2 separate regions of the Oryctolagus cuniculus genome follow, and region 2 is linked to region 1. The links are chromatin contacts, called in public Micro-C maps. All regions are on one chromosome and are shown on one strand. Each heading gives the region's core, a stretch centred on a gene start, on an enhancer-like site or on the middle of the called end of the contact. The rest is flanking DNA. Distances are from core to core; before and after follow the strand shown.

Region 1 (2,700 bases), core at 56-2,555:
GAAAGTGTCCTAGTTTTACCCAAACCTTGGCAGCACTGGGTGTTACCATTAAAAACCATGGGAGGAGGCATGAATCTCAAGTATAAAAATAGTATCTCTAGTTTGTCTCAATAGGCATTTAAATTGCTACGCAGGATGAGCCATTTTGCCATATTTGTTTTCCCATATTATTTTTTGATTTGAATTGCTCATGTCGTTTGCTTATTTTTCTAACTGGTTCTCCATGTTTGCATTTTAAAATGGAATGCAACCTTTACTGCACACACGTAGTAATGTTGAAGGCAGTGCAGTCACTTTTTGTTTTGGTTTTCTTTCTCCCGGCATGGCAGCGCTGTCTAATGCTTCCTTCTGGAATTTTCGTTTACCCCTTCAGTACTCTCGCTGCCGGGCACGGTCACTTTCTCTCCCCTGCGGCCTCCACACACGGAGAGGGAAAGCTTGTGGAGCCATTCCTGTCGGTGACCCAAGTGGGAGCAAGACTCCGCTCTGAAGCCATCCCTTAATCAAACGAAGGGCCAGAGGAGGAGCCGCAAGGCTGAAAGGGAAACGGATCCGCACAACACCGAATGCTGCGAGGAGTCTGAAAGACCTGCATTCAAGAAAGGGCACGGTACCTCCAGGACTCGCGAGCAGCCGGGGCTCCACGTGCAGCTATTAATATGCAAAAAATGCCTTCATAAATACTTGATTCTGGTCACAGTGGGGAGGCAGCGCATTTGAAAGAGGAAATGGGAGCTTGGAGTTGAAACATGTCTGCTTGGCTCCTTTGGCTTTTTTCATTGCTCTTTTCATCTCCACATTTCCCTTGTAGCTTTCTTCCCCCGCCTCCCCTCCCCACCCCTCGCCCCTCCGACTGCAGCCCCTCTTCCAAACTCCGGGGAAGTTGCTGATTCAGTTGTTGCTCGCACTTCGCTCGACGGATTTCCCTTGGCCGCGGCCCGGATCCCCGGCCCAGGCGTGGAGGGGCTGCCAGGGGAGCTCCGGCCGGCAGCTCGCCACCCGCGCGCTAGGGATCCGAGCGCCAGCTCCACGCTCGCCCACGGCCGCCGCGGGGAGACCGAGCCGCAGTTTCCGATCCCGCCAGCAGGAGGCACCCGGAGGCGGCCTGCAGAGCTGGGCAACTGCGCGGCCCCAGCTTTGTAGGCTCAACCCCCTGCCAGGGATCCTTTTCCAGTTCCAGCCCTGTGACTTCTGAAAGGGTGCTGATACCAAAATACTCCACCTTTGGGATTTCCGCCCCCCAGCGGGCACTGTGATTAAAAATAAAACGAAGGCTTTTTTTTGCCCCCTGTGGCTGAGCTCAGGGAGACTGGGGCGGAGGAGTGGGGAGGGTCCACGGTGGGCGGTATCTTCGCCCGCAGCAGACTGGGGCGGCCCCGGGGGGCAGCGACCTGCCGCCTTCGCCAGTGGCCCATCAAGGTAGGGAACTGAATGAAGTCTGCTGGGCAGAAATTTGTTTCTAAATCCTTTCCAGATGCTCTGTAGTAAACATGAAATTAGTCATTTACGTGGAGTAGGTTGAGGAAGTAGTTAAGATGGAGGCCAGTGATTAATCTAATAAAGGGCCATTAGCCTGCAGAAGCCAACGGCGTGAGGGAGGCCAGGAAGACGCCGGTCGCTGCCCGCCCAGCCCGCTGTCTCTGGGTTGGGGGCCGGCGGTGGCCTCTCTTTGCCCGTCCAGGGCTTTTCTGTCTGGCTTCTTTCTGAAGGAATTCGGACTGCCCAGCTGGTTCCGGTGGGCACAGGCCCTCCACGGCAGGTGGGCTTGCCACAGCCTCGCAGGGAAAAGCCGTGTTTAGGGTCTGGGGACCCTAGGCTTCGCGGACCTCATCTGGCATGGCTTAGCCTCTCTTTCACCCAGCTGTTGCCAGGTCCCCCAGAGCTGTGTGTACCTGGGGTGTGGGAGGCATGGGCAAGGCCAGTGTCCTCGGCAGCCAGCGGGGAGGGGAGCTCAGGTGTGGAGCACCTCACAGGGGGCCTGAGCCGTCCCCGGGGGGAGAGGGGGCCCACAGAACCCAGCTCAGGCACACAGATGAAAACAAACTCAGGAGAAAGCCCGGCTGTGCCAGGAAATCGGAGAGGAGGATGATGGGGAGATGATGGCGCCAGAGGCTAGCACGCAGCAAGGAGAGAGACCCCAGAGCCCCCTGGAGCTGCGTGTGCCGCTTGTGCCTCAGGTTTTCTGAGACCCTGGTTTCGGCTCCAGGAAGTCCCGAGTGGGCTTTCTAAAGAGAATCTGAAGACAGGCTCAGCCTCAAAGCTTCCAATGAAGTAACAAACTTATAAATATTTGTGAACACAAGTCTTTGAACCACTAACCCACCCAGATGAAGCGTTTTCCTCCCTTCTTCAGGATTATCCTTGGATTTCTTTTCCTGATTGCTAATTTTCTCTCCCCTTTGGGAACGGAAGCCGGGGCTCCCTGAGTTTCTGTGTCACCGTATCTTTTTCTGACCTGATCTCTGACTTCTGCAAAAGTCCGGGAAAGTCGGACGATACAGTAGCCCTCTCTTACCTGCGTCTTGCTTTCTGTGGTTTCAGTTACCCAAGGAAGATTCTGGAACTAAAGCACATGTTTGAAACTGTGTGCCATTTTGAGTGGCCTGATAAAATCTCACGCTGCCCGGTATGGCCCCACTCAGCATGCGAATCATCCCTCTGTCCGGCGGGTCTGCGCTGTATACTCCACCTGCCCGTTAG
Region 2 (2,700 bases), core at 26-2,525, 360 kb after region 1:
GACAAACAATGGGGCAGAGTCTCCAAGGGGATTCGAAAGGATCCTGAGTTTAGGTGGAGGGGTTAACCTTGAGAGGGCAGAACCCCTCTAGAAGGAAAGGGAGAAGGAGAGGAAGCTGAGGTTGCAGGTAGGTTTTGCAATAGTTGTTGGTAGGAATTAAGGAAATTCACTTCTAGTGGTTTCTCATCTCGTTTAGAAACGTTAGAATGAAGTTATTTTTTCTTTGAATGTTTACAGAGGAAGTGAGTGGGTAAATTCGGAAGTGTGAGAGTTGGGAATAGGAGGGTAGCAGGGTAGGAGATATCATGAGTAGCAATGTGTAAATATCACTATCTTAGGTTCAGTGACATTGGCCTGGCTACACCTAAGTCTCCCCCAAGACAGACACACTTTTGGCTTGCAGTGGTGCCAATTTGTGATTTTGTGCAGTGGGGAGGTTGTGGACTAGGTTAGTTGCACTGTTGCAGAATAAGCTTTGCAGGTGGGCAGAACACTGGGGAGGCAATTGAGGTGAGGGTGTTGGTCAATGCGAGGCCACAGCTACTCAGGCACCGTTGGTGGCATAAATTTAGGTCTACAGATGCAGCGACAGCACTCGACCTGGCAGCAGCTAGATCGCATCCACCATGTGCCAGGAATGGAGGTTCTAGAAAAATCTTCACAGGAGGGCTTTGGGATGCAGGATGGATGGTGGTGGTAGCTGTGGCAGCGACAGAGTGTTGCAGAACTGTGAGGGGCAAGCGAAACTGATTTTACTCATATGGGATATCGGGAAGTCCTGCAGGCATCGAAGAGGGGGCCAGTGCCTTTCCTCCCGCTTCATTCCACCCTTTGGGGGGTGCAAGTAGGTACCAAACATACAATCTGACAAACCGGCGCCGCGTGGAGATGACGTCACTCTAGGGGCGGAAAGCGATCCTCGTTAGGCTAAAATCTACAAAGCCAATCTGAAGATATGTTAGTGTTTTCACTTTATACTACCCGCTCTTGCAGTTTGAGGGTGTTCACAATATAACTGCAGGGCCAAATCACCGGCCCCTGCCCCTGCGCTTTCCGTTACCATGGAAGCGTTCGGGTAGCTAGGCCCCGACGACTCCATATGACGTCATCACCGAAGCGCGATCTAGGATTGGCGGCTCCGCCTTGGCCGAGGGAAGGGCCGTGCTCCCGAGAGCGTTGCCATGTAGTGCCCTACGCATCCTCAGTAATTTTGATCCATACCAGACGCCGTTGGTCGTCTCCTAGTGTAACCCTCACTGCTCCGGGAGCTGTCTCCTCCCGCCTTCACCCACGCTCGCCCGCCAGCCGCCCTGCAGCCCCGCCCCTGCCAGGAGGCCCCGCCCCCCGTGAATCAGCTGATCTCGCGGACCTGCGGGACTCCTGCCGGATGCAGAGCGCGGTATTGCCGGTGGAGCGTCAGGTGAGCTAGCGCGGGTCCCGAGCCGACCCTCGGCTTCGGAGGGCTCATCGGCTGGGACCGCCTGTGTGCGGGAGGCGGGGGTCCGGGAGCGGGGTGGAGACTCTGGCCGAGGCCCGGGAGCGGGTTGCTGGGGGCCGGCCGACAGCGCGCCCACCCCTTCCCAGCCGCGGTCCGACCGACGGCGCCTGCTGGTCCAGGAGCTTCCGACGCGGCCGCTAGGCACCGGCGCCAAGTTCTCGCCTTTGCCGGCTTCCACCCGCCGGAGGCAGGACGCCTCTGCAGTGGTCTCAGCCGCCCGAGATTCCATCATGCCCTCTCCTCCCGCCTCCACCCACGCCGCCTTCCACCCATTCATTCGCGAGGATCTGTGGGACAGCCGCACCGGGCGCTGAGCGGATTAACCTGGGTCCCTGGCCAGGAACCCTGGGTGCGTGTCCGGGCGGGTTTGCCCCTGGGTGCAGGTCACCGCCAGGGGCGGACCACAGCGGGGCTAGAAGAGACTGACCTTGATGTTGAGAATGAGTGGCTTACCCAAGCCCTGTAGCGTGTGAAGTGATCCAAGTTCTGGTGAGCAGATGGTCAGAGGCTGCAGCCGTGGGCTGGAGCAAACGCCGCTGCTCAGGGCTTCGCCGAGCAGGAACACAGGAAAACCCTGGTCCAGGTGGCAGATCCAGGTCTTTTCTCTCCGGCGTGGGATGGGGAAGGCAGGCACTCCCATGCCCAAATGAAGACCCTTACATGATTGCCGTGGTGTTCATTGGTTGGCAGCAAATGTTCTTCGCGCAGCTGTAAGCAGTACAATTGTGTGATACGTTTTTTTTTCTGAGCAGGCACAGAAAATCAGTAAACCCTGGCCAAAGATCGTGTGTGTGTGTGTGCGCGCGTATGTGTGTATGAGAGAGAGAGAGATTTGAAATGATCAGTTGATTTTTTAAGTTAATGAATACTTAGAAGAATTTAAAATAGTTAAAAATTCACTTTTGCAGTCAGTTGCACTATTTAACCTTAGTAATGTAAGGGATACTGGCGAAGATTCTAGGCTTGCATCTTTGACTTTCGGCAAGTTACTGCACCTCAGCCCTTATCTCTAAATGGGGGATAAAATATAAAATGCTTTCCTGACGTCCGTGGTTTTGCCTGAGATGCTTCGTGTATCAGTACAGTGCTTGGCTCCTGGTGAATATTCACTACACATCAACAATGCTTACAATTTTTTCTTCTATTACATCCTGACCCAAATGGACTTTTTGCCCTAAGTGGAGGGAACAGTAACTGAATAT

What was found. A called contact is a pair of places that touch in the nucleus more often than the background predicts.
Region 2: a contact with region 1 is called in a Micro-C map of ear pinna, with 3 times the contacts expected there. The contact joins the promoter of ALS2 here to the enhancer-like site in region 1. A contact is called at or near these places in 3 of 6 Hi-C or Micro-C datasets (ear pinna, liver and skin fibroblasts).

What each region holds. Positions count from the first base shown.
Region 1 is chr3:37,817,931-37,820,630 of mOryCun1.1, forward strand. The region is part of intron 9 of KIAA2012 (KIAA2012 ortholog); the gene reads right to left. Among named protein-coding and RNA genes, the nearest start is that of KIAA2012, 40 kb to the right of the region's middle. Within about 2 kb of position 1,306, at least 3 of the 8 cell types and tissues checked have an H3K27ac peak or open chromatin away from gene starts, as enhancers often do. A contact at or near this core is called in ear pinna, where this site is marked.
Region 2 is chr3:38,177,100-38,179,799 of mOryCun1.1, forward strand. It overlaps ALS2 (alsin Rho guanine nucleotide exchange factor ALS2), which reads left to right and starts at 1,276. Exons shown (of 33, transcript XM_051849283.2): 1 at 1,276-1,420.